Regions from separate parts of the Callithrix jacchus genome. Here region 1 is linked to region 2. The links are chromatin contacts, called in public Hi-C maps. All regions are on one chromosome and are shown on one strand. Each heading gives the region's core, a stretch centred on a gene start, on an enhancer-like site or on the middle of the called end of the contact. The rest is flanking DNA. Distances are from core to core; before and after follow the strand shown.

The links. A called contact is a pair of places that touch in the nucleus more often than the background predicts.
Region 1: a contact with region 2 is called in a Hi-C map of skeletal muscle, with 2.4 times the contacts expected there. The contact joins two enhancer-like sites. A contact is called at or near these places in 3 of 3 Hi-C or Micro-C datasets (induced pluripotent stem cells and skeletal muscle).

What each region holds. Positions count from the first base shown.
Region 1 is chr4:27,644,812-27,650,445 of calJac240_pri, reverse strand. LOC100895108 reads right to left here. Exons shown (of 10, transcript XM_078370881.1): 4 at 1-32. Among named protein-coding and RNA genes, the nearest start is that of NQO2, 6.1 kb to the right of the region's middle. Within about 2 kb of position 1,840, at least 13 of the 16 cell types and tissues checked have an H3K27ac peak or open chromatin away from gene starts, as enhancers often do. A contact at or near this core is called in skeletal muscle, where this site is marked.
Region 2 is chr4:27,587,296-27,592,794 of calJac240_pri, reverse strand. No RefSeq gene overlaps it. Among named protein-coding and RNA genes, the nearest start is that of RIPK1, 15 kb to the right of the region's middle. Within about 2 kb of position 3,549, at least 10 of the 16 cell types and tissues checked have an H3K27ac peak or open chromatin away from gene starts, as enhancers often do. A contact at or near this core is called in skeletal muscle, where this site is marked.

The sequences.
Region 1 (5,634 bases), core at 591-3,090, 59 kb before region 2:
TGTCCAGACAGGAGACTACCCCAGGCCTGCACCTGCAGGAAACAGGCTGGATCAGAGGCGGTTAAAAGCACAGCTCTCCAGCAGTCAGAAAGAAGTGTGTCCAACCTGCAAGCTACGCAACCTAAGTCTCAGCATCCTTCACTGTACCATGGGGATAACACTGCTACCAATTTCCTGAGGCTGTTGTGAGCATTCGGGGTGGGGGGGGGGGTCACAGGTAAAGGTGCTTAGCACATAGTAAACGCTGAACAGATGCCGACCATTGTCATCAAAACCTCAATTCTAATCACAGCAAACTGAGCAGGACCCACTGACCAGCTCTACAATCAGGTAACGTGTTAGCCATTTCATCAGCTAACCATACCATCACTAAATCGGAAAGCAAGTACACCCATGCCCTTAATCCAACTACTTTAACGTCTCTTTTTGGGGGAGGTAGGGGTGTTGCTTTTTGTCCCTGCCAAAACACCCAATTTCAATACTCAACTTTTTTAGAAACTTCTGCATCCAACTCACAGGTTTTTTTGGTGGGGGAGGGGGATGGAGTCTCGCTATGTCGCCCAGGCTTGAGCGCAGTGACACGGTCTCGGCTCACTGCAACCATTGCTTCCCTGGTTCAAGCAATTATCCTGCCTCAGCCTCCTGAGTAGCTGGGATTAGAGGAATGCGCCACCACGCCCGGCTAATTTTTGTTTATTTTATTTTATTTTTTGAGACGGAGTTTCGCTCTTGTTACCCAGGCTGGAGTGCAATGGCGCGATCTCGGCTCACCGCAACCTCCGCCTCCTGGGTTCAGGCAATTCTCCTGCCTCAGCCTCCTGAGTAGCTGGGATTACAGGCACACGCCACCATGCCTAGCTAATTTTTTGTATTTTTAGTAGAGACGAGGTTTCACCATGTTGACCAGGGTGGTCTCGATCTCTTGACCTCGTGATCCACCCGCCTCGCCTCCCAAAGTGCTGGGATTACAGGTTTGAGCCACCGCGCCCGGCCCAATTTTTGTATATTAGTAGAGACAGGGTTTCACCATCTAGGCTGGTCTTGAACTCTTCACCTCGTTACGCCCGCTTCGGCCTCCCAAAGAGCTGGGATTACAGGTGTGAGCAACAGCGCCCAGCCCCTACTCACAGATACAGTTAGCAGGACGGATAAAATATAGGGTGGATAAGGGAAGGGTAAAATATAAGGAAACCCTAGTCATAGTCACATCTGACGCTGCGCCCTTGGAAAAACAGAGCTCTTGTGTTAATTAACAAAAGACGTTGTGTGCGGTCTCCTGTATCAGTGTGGATCCAGCAGCTCTCCAAGAAGTCACATTTGCATGGGGGTTGAGTTGACGGTTCTTATTGTGATATGTAAGCCCCCGAGACCAAACCGGAGGGCTGATTTAGGGTTTTCTGTTTGTCTTTTGGGTTTTTATTTCACTTTCTTTTGGTACCCTTTCTCCATTTACAGCCAAATCAGTTTCATGATGTTCAAAACTTTTGCTGATGTCAAATGGAGAAAATGAACAGAAAAAGATTCTTACAAAGTTATAAAATTTAAAACTGAAAAAATAAAAAGAAAAACAGAGCTCTTATTTTCTTACAGAAAACTATCTTGTATCTAGTGAGCCTAACAAGATGGAAAGCAACACACACCCCGTTTATTTTGTTTAAAGAATCAGGCCGGGCAAGGCTAAAGTGGGAGCCTGGTTTGAGCTCTGGAGGCAGAGGCTGAAATAAGACATATTCTGCGCTCCAACCTGGGCGACAGAGCGAGACCCTCCCTCAAAAAAAAAAAAAAAACAATGAATTAAATTTCCATAAAACGAGGAAGGGCAGGGGGCTTGGGATCTCGCCCACAGTTCTTAACCGGAGGCCGCAATGAGTTAGTGAGGCTTTTAAAGAGATGGAATAATGAGATTATTCCCCAAGAGTCCGCACCGATCTTCCGAAGGCATGCACGGTCCACACCGGCACAGAAGCAGCGGGGCAGGGTAGCCAGGCCTAGCCAGAAACGCGGCAGCTTGCGCTCTGCCTCCCGGGGGCGCGACAGGGCGGGGAGAGGGGCAGAGCGTTGTGGCGCGTGCGCAGTGTACCGAGAGAGGGACCGGCAGGGAATAGGGACGGCGGCAGCGGACCTAGAGCCGCTGAGCAGCTACAGCAAGCGCCTTGCATCCCGGGGGCGGGGAGTAGGGCGGGGCATCGCGGCGCGCCAGGAAGTCACGGGAACGGGTCGGGGAATCTCTGCTTCCTCTGTCCCCAGGCTCACCGCGTGCAGGGCCGACCAGCACCAGTCCCCAGGTTCTATCCTGAGTGGCCAAAAGCCAGAAACACAGAGTTGGAATTGGGTCTTGCACAAGCTGGATCACGTGAGCTGCGCCAGGCCGGAGGTGGAGACCACAGCTGCGGGAGGAGAGCTTCTGAGGCTGGATTCTGAAGAATCCCATTAATAGAGGGATAAGTTACAGGGTATAAGACCAGATACTAGCCGTCAGGGAGGGTTGTCACTCAAGCCCGATCTCGTTTGTTTACACCAGAAAGGGCCTGCCTTCTACCTGCAAGAAAGCGTGGCAGCTGCAGAATAATGTGGCTCACTGCCAAATATCCGTTTGTTTTAGGGAGTGAGGCTACTTGAGAATGATCTTAAAGGGGGAGAGAGAGCAAGTTAAATCTGATCTCCACCCAGCTCTGTGGATCCCAAATGTCCACAGCGTGACGTTATCTCCATTCCCACCTCCGAGCAGCTCCTCTTCTGTTTCCTGCACCACCATTCGCTCGGTTGGTCTACTCTAAAATTTGCTGTCATCGTTGACTTCTCCCTCTCCTTCATCCCGTGCAAGTAACAATATAGACAAATCTGATCAATAGCATCATCAGGGAATAAAGCAAATTGTAGCGCATATTCTTAAAGAAAAACGTTCCACTTGCCGCAGCACCAACCTTCCAGATAGCAAAATTGAAGCCCGTGTTTATCACAGCTGATTCTAACCAGCCAAAGCTGATAATCACTAAGAACTTGCGGCAACTGCAGTATGCCAGACCTTCACTTTAATTGAGGACTTTCCTGAACAATTAATGAGGAGACTTGTCTTAACCGGCAGAGAATGGCTTTAGAAACTCATTCTTCCCTATGTAGGCGCAAGCCTCAAACCTTAATTAGGGTCATCCATCATGATTCTGGCACCCTCTCCCCTACCTTATACTTGAAGAAATTCCAGCTCAGAGAATTGTATTACCTACAGCCCTCTTCACTGGTAGAGCTATTATGTAACGTAAGGTCTGAAATACAAAAAGTAGCCAGGCGTAGTGGCGCACTCCTGTAATCCAGGTACTCAGGAGGCTGGGGCAGGAGAATCGCTTGAACTCGGGAGGCGGAGGTTGCAGTGAGCCAAGATCGTGCCATTGCACTCCAGCTTGGGCAACAAGAGCGAAGGTACATCTCAAAAAAAAAGAAAAGAAAAAGAATCCAGAAGTAAACTATATTTATGTCAACTGGTTGAACTCCTTCACACTAATATTAATGCAAGATAGATAGAACATAAGAACATAGACATATATGCCACAGCTGAAACTACAAAACTCATTAAAGAAAATATAAACATAAAACTTGATTACCTGGGATTAGGCAAAGCCTTCTTAGATATAAAACCAAAAGCACCAGCAACAAAAGAAAAAACAAACTGGACTTCATCAAAATTAAAGACTTGTGCTTTAAATGGATACCAACCAAATAGTGAAAAGACAACTCACAGAAGGGGAGAAATATTTGCAAATCACATACCTGATCATGGATTTGTATCAATAATATACAGAGAACTCTTACAAGTCAATAGCAAAACAACAAATAACACAATTTAAAAATGGGCAATATATCTGAATAAACATTTCTTCAAAAAAGATAAAGCAAATGATAAGAGGCTAATAATCATTAGCCATCAGAAAATGCAAATCAAAACCACACTGAGCTACTACTTCCTATCCACTGGAATGGCCATAATAGAAACAAAAACCAAGTGTCAGCAAAGATGTGGCAAAATTGGAACACTCATACACTGGTGATGGGAACATAAAGGGTGTGACCGCTTTAGGGTCCCTCAAAAGTATAGCAGTCCCTCAAAAGGTTGAACATACGAGTAACCACCTGATTGGACAGAATTTTACTTCTAGGTATATATGTACCCAAGAAAAATGGAAACATATGTTCATGTAAAAACTTATGGTCAAAGCAACATTATTCATATTAGTCAAGAGGAAACAAATATGCATCCGCTATTGAATGGATAAACAAATTGTGTCATATCCATACAATGAAATATTATTTGACAATAAAAAGAAATACTAATACATGTAACAATGTGGATGAGATGAGGTGGCTAACACCTGTAATCCCAGGAATTTGGGAGGCCGAGGCAGGCAGATCACCAGCCTGGCCAACATGGCAAAACCCTGTCTCTACTAAAAAGAGAAAAATTATGGTCAGGCACAGTGGCTTACGCCTGTAATCCCAGCACTTTGGGAGGCTGAGGCAGGCAGATCATTGCATGAGAATGAGAAACTAATGCTCAGTTTAGGCATATGAGTTGTTCAGAAACATGGTCTGATCAAAGTTATGTCAGCCTTCATAGTAATCTGGCTGATAAACAACTAATACTTGAAAGATGGTACTGATATGGACTATTTCACCTGAAGATTGTTTACTTGATAACATTTTTTTAAGTTCTGCAAGGTGGTTTAACATCCAAAAATATATACAGTCAATCCTGGGTATTCATGAAGGACTGGGACCAGGACCCCTCACCAATATCAAAATCCGCAGATGCTCAAATCCCTGATATAAAATGGCATAATATTGACATATAACTTTTGTACATTCTGCCATATACTGTAAATAATCTCTAGATTACATATAGTACCTAATACAATGTAAATGATATATAAATAGTTGTTACACTGTATTTTTTATTTGTAGGACTTTTTAAAAATTGTTATATTGCTTTTTTTCCAAATATATTCCATTGGAGGTTGGTTGAATCAGTGGATATGGAACACACAAATACAGGAGAGCAACAATATCTAAATCTAGATTAATGTAAGTGTTGAAAAAAATATTTTATCTCCACCTAGGCAGGTCCTACCAGAGGGGAAACTAGACTCACTCAAAGATTGCTTTGATCAACCCACACACAGTTTGGTGACAGACAGAGTATCAGTATCTGTTGTATGTGTCACCAGCCCATGCTAGGGATGTCAATAGATGATGTAACCTTTCTAGGGAATCATGATATAATAATTGATAATAATATTGATCACATACAGATAGACTTGCTTGACACAGAGTTGCCACAGACCTTCAATTTTTTAAAAAAAATACAATATCTGTGGAAGTACTCTAAAGTGAAGCAGAATAAGGCAGATATGCCTGTAAAGATAAAGGGAGAATCTTAAAAGCTACCAGAGATGTACAAGTGCTTCTCAATAAATCCATACATCTGTGGCCAAAGGATTTTTGACAAGAGTGCCAAGTCCATTCCATGATGAAATAACAGTTTCTTTAATTTATGATGTGGGAGAAACAGATTTCCACATGCAAGACTAAAGTTGGGCTCTACTTCACACCACATGCAAAAAATAATTCACAACCTAACTATAA
Region 2 (5,499 bases), core at 2,300-4,799:
TTGATTTCAATTTAATTATTTGTTATTAGTATATAGCACTACAATTGGTTTTTGTATTTCAACCTTGCTAACTTGCTAAAGTCACTTAACTTAGTAGCCTTTAGTAAATGCCATGAAATTTTCTACATAGACAATTATAACTCTTGCTACTAATGACAACATTTCTTCTTCCTTTCCAAACTGTTCTTTTTCTTGACTTACTGCACTGAGTAGAACCTACAACAAAGAGCATTTTTTCATCATGAAGTATGCCATTAGCTATAGGTTTTTCACACATGCTCTTTATCAGTTGAAAAAGTTCTCTTCTATTTCTAGTTTGCTGAAAGGTTTTGTTTTTTTTTATCAGAAAGGGATGTAGGATTTTGTCAAATGCTTTTTTTTGTATCTTTGAGATGATCATATTTTTGCTTAGACTGTTAATACTATGGCATGGTGATACATGCCTGCAGTCCCAGCTACTCAGGAGGTTGAGGCAGGAGGATCACTTAAGCCCAGGAGGTGGAGGCTGCAGTGCGCTGTAATCATGTCTATAAACAGCCACTGCACTCCAGCCTGGGCAACACAGGGAGAACTCAACTTGAAAGATGAATGGTCAACTTGAAAGCTTTTTGTTTGTTTGTTTGTTTGAAATGGAGTCTCACTCTACTGCCCAGTCTGGAGTGCAGTGGCATGATCTCGGTTCACAGCAACCTCCACCTCCTGCATTCAAGCAATTCTCCTGTCTCACCTCCCGAGTAGCTGGGACTGCAGGTGCACATCATCACACCCAATTAGCTTTTGTATTTTCAGTAGAGACAGAGTTTTGCCATTTTGGTCAGGCTGGTCTTGAACTCCTAACCTCAGGTGATCTACCCATCTTGGCCTCTCAAAATGCAGGGATTACAGGCATGAGCCACTGTGCCTGGCTGGGTTAAGGTTTTTACATTCGGTGTATTTTTATGACAATAAAAATATTGGGGGAAGAAAACAGACAATCTAGAGTGTGTGACTAGGGGTTAATGTGAAGACACTACATGATCCATGTTGTGTCCAAACAACAATTTTAACCTATCAGTGTGTTAAAAGAACAAAACAAAAAGAACAGAGAGACAGTTGTGCTTATCCCCTAAACTAAAATCTGGAGCGGAGCCTGATGAAGCATCTTTTAGGGCCCACTCCTTGTCTCCAGCTGTCCAGGAGCACAGGCACAGGGCTGGGGTCTGCAGAATACTGCAAGAAGTGAGGTGGGTGCCAAGGAATTGGCTCCATCCAGGCCAAGTGCCCTGTGGACCGAAAGGAAAAGAGCCTGATTGTTACTGAAGCTGAGATGGGGTAAATATGGGGTTTAACAGAGTGGGGCACTGTCACCCCCCAAGAGGAGGCAGACAGCTCTGATTACTCCAAACACCTGAAGGTGAATTCAAGTCCTTATCCATTCACTTGGCTTAACTGGACAGCTAGGAACCTGCAACTTCGGTGACTCAATGTCCCCACTCTGGCTCCCTAAGTTAGACCCTGAATTGATTCCAGGAATCCATGCGTCCAGGTAAACACTACATTTCCTAGGCTGCCTTGCAGTTGAGGTGGCCAGTGAGGTGTCAGCAGAAGTGACAGGTGGGGCTTCCAGGAAATACCCTCAAAAGCTAACTCAGTTGGGGCTGGGAGATGTGGGAGCTAGTTCCCTTTGGCCTTTGTCCCTGGCTCTCTTCCCAGATTGATTGTGGGATATTGGGGCTTAGTCAGCCTTCTTGTCATCCTCGGGATGGAGGCTATGCACCAAGGGCAGGGAGCAGAAATACCAAAGGCTGTGGATTGCAAACTTCAGATATTCGTGTTTATGTATTTTCCACCCAGGAACATCTACATCTACAATAGCACTGAGTCTGTAGGGAGGGTCATGGCTTGTCAGTCTGAAACCGCATAAGGCCTCCAGGCACATGCTTTGTGTCCAAGCAGCTTGGTGTGTTTAAGGCACATCACAGCATGGGAGAATGTGGGAGAGGTCACATTCATCCATTCAAAATGCAGGGAGGTTCCTATTCTAACTCAGCATCACTTACAGGGGTGAACCTAAAGCTGGGCAGTGAGGAAGGAAAGGAAAAAGAAAGTTTATGAAGACAGGCAGTGTTGTTTGAACTGGTAAGTTGCATGTAAATCACAATAAAAGATAGTCTATATATCACTAACACAGAAGAGATGGCCTCCCTGAGGATGTGGCCTTTGGGCCTCCAGGCAATTTTCAGCTCTCCTAGTCTAGGGGCGAGGTACCTGCACCACCCTCAGCTTTCCCTAGAATTTATCAGCAGCCAGCATGTGTCAGGGGAGACATAGTTGACTTAGCCCTGAGGCTGAAATCCTGGATGTTCTCCGGAGGGCAGTGATTGTGAAGAACAAGCTATTGTCTGGTCCCCGGAGGTCATGCCTTAAAGCCTCCTGATGAGGCAAGTTTACAGATCCACGCTCCCCTAGCCAGCAGTGACACCCACACTTGGCAGTGAGAAGTAGGGCTGTAACTTACAGTGTGAGCCCCAGGAAAGGGATTTATCTTAAAGAAAAAAGAGAGGAGAGTGAATGACCTCATCCTTAGCTGGGAAGCTCTGCCGTGCCCTGGTAGACAGTCACTTCCTGGAAGTGACTTTGTAGAAAGCAAACTTTGGCGGTCTTAGCGCATAGGGAGGCCTGGGAAAGCCCAGGGAAGCAGAAATCTGGTCTGTGAGGCCGAGGAGGAGGCCCCTTCTCCTGACCCGACATGTGGGGCTTGGCCAGGTAGCTCCAGGCTTGGTTCTCCCGAAGGCTTGGCCTCCTGCTCAGGTTACTCTCAATCTATCAGGAACTGACTGCCCATGGCACACACAGTGGAGAGACCCTGAAACCAGCGGGGAGCAGGTCTAAGGTGAGGCAGGTGCTCTCAGGTTAAAAATAGGGGAAGAATCTGAAGCACAATTGCAGAAGGGCCCCCAGGACAGTTAAAGGTCAAGATGGAGGTGAAACTGGAACTGGAAGGTGAGTATGGAGCCCAGAGTTACCAAGGTTCCGGAGCAGCTGATGGTTTCTGAACAAGCTCCAGGCTCTTCACAGTTCTGTGAAAGCCGCTGGAATTGATTCCGTTACCAGCCGTGAATGGGACACAATTCCTAACCCATGCACTTGTTCAGCTGGGCCCCTCCTTGCAGGAGGGCTCACCTCTGGGCAGGTGCTGGGGACACAAGACAGATAAGAAGGCAACTTTGTACTTTTCAGGGAGGGGACAGGAATGGGCAAGAACCGATAAACGAGCCGGCAAAGAAAGGGCCACAGAATTCCAGGTGGCAGTAAGTACCAGAACCACGGTACCTAATAGTGATAGGTAAATAAAGTACTCTAGTGGATCAAACAGCAGGGAATGTTTGCTATTTTAGGTAAGTAATCGAGGAAGGTGTCTCAGAATGAGGACAGTGAATGGTGACATAGAACCTTTGGGGAGGCTGTAGGAGGAAAATGCCCCCCCCCCCACAAGTCCCCCGGTCCCCGGTCGGGTATCACTGACCCTCTGGCCAGCGCAGGCCGGGGTATGAGCCCCCGGGGCTGGGAGCCGCGCCTCGGCGAGTACAGTTCTGGGAGTTTGCGCCAGGTTCCCGCCGCACAGGGCCGCGCCCCCGCAGTCGCCAGGCAGGCAGGAGCGCTGCGGCTCCGCCCTGGGGCCGTGCTGAACCAAACAGCCCCAGGACTGCAGGCCTCTTCCGCAGCTTGCCAGCCACAAACAGGCCCAGTACAGGCCGAGCCAGCGCCCCGCCCTGAGCCCCGCCCACACCCGCCTCCGCACCCAAGCTCCGCCCACTCCACGGCCCTGCAGTCCGCCGCAGTCTCATCTCGCCCTCCCGGCTTGGGGAGGACCCTGCTGGATTTTGAGGGGGTGGAAACTACTCTTCCCCCAGGAATCGAGAGCAGAGGCCGGGCGCGGTGGCTCGCGTCTGTAGTCCCAGCACTTTGGGAGGCCGAGGCGGGCGGATCACCTAAGGTCAGGAATTCGAGAATAGCCTGGCCAACACAGTAAAACCCCGACTCCACTAAAAATGCAAATTAGGCTGCGTGTAGTGGCGCGCGCCTGTAGTCCCAGCTACTCGGGAGGCTGAGACAGGAGAACTGCTGGAACCCAGGAGGTGGAGGTTGCACTAAGCCGAGATCGCGCCATTGCACTCCAGCCTGGGCGACAAAGTGAGGCTGCGACTGAAAAAAAAAAAAGGAATGAAATGGAGTGCTGGGGCGCTGTTCCTCGGCGAGGTTGCCCTGCGCCTACTCCTCCCCATTCCTGGCAGGTATCCAGGTTACAGAATGAGGGTCTGTGGTGCGACAGAGAGAATGAGGCACTGATACACCCATCAACCTGCTCAGATCCCGGGGAGTTACGCTAGTGAGAGAAACCAGTCCCAAAATCACAGGCAGATGATCTATTTCACCGAAGGACGGAGGAGAGAAATGCAGGACCCATCAACCGTGCCCAAGAGTTAGGGAAGCGGGTGGGTGTGGCTTTAAAAGGAGCAACGCAGGGGGTGCCTGTTTAGGAACTCTGCGTCCCGCGGAACGCAACACGCTGTTGAGAAACCGGACCGTCCTTTGTGAGATGCCATCTCTGGGGAAACCGGATAAAGGGTGCATGGTTCCAAAGAAAAAGTCCGATTAAAGTAAAATGGTAAGGCCAAGGAAATGCCTAGAAAATTGAAAATCTTGGAACCAGAGCCGGTGGGGTTTGAGGGGGACGGTGCTGGTGAACAGTTTGGGCCGATTGTCTCTTTTTCTAGCTCTTGCTGGCTTTTGTCACCTCATTTGGCAGCCACCTGCCACTGTGACCTCCCTACGTCCCCTCTACAAACTCTGTACCTTGATTTCTGGTGTCCCGGGATGGCCCCACTCCAACAATAGAGCAGAGGAAGGTTTCCCCTGTGTTCAGAATGTTCCTAACGAAAATAACTGCAACTGTTGATCGTACTTCCTATGGGTCATTGGGATTTTCCCTCGCAGATATTTATTGGGTCATTCATTTGTTCATTTTGCTTTAACTCAACATCTCCATGCTAAGGTGCAGTGCTGGCATTGGTCTGTGTGTTAATGATGTTCTTCTTGTCTTCAGAGGTGAGAATGTGGCCTCTCTCTGAGATGCCCTTTGCCCCTGAGCTCCCCAGAGGGGAACAGCTTGCCTTGTATTGAGTCCAGATCCTGGGAACAGTTTTCATTTAGGAATGGCGCGTCCATCGCGCAAGTCTATAATGCCACCTCGTGGCAGCAAGGAGAGATCACAACGTGGGCTGAGCGAGTTGCCTCCTGCTTGGGGTTGGAAGCTGGACTGGCCGAGTTCCCTGGGTTTTTGAATGGTAAGTTGAATTGTGGTAGATTTCAGGACAGTTCGGTAAAAGCCCATCCTCAATAAATAAAATAATAAAGGAAAGTAAAATAAAATAACAGAACTTCCTGCTAATGTGCTATTGGGGCTGAGCAATTACTGCAAATAAATGAGATGTGACCATATTTGTATCCTGAGTTTGA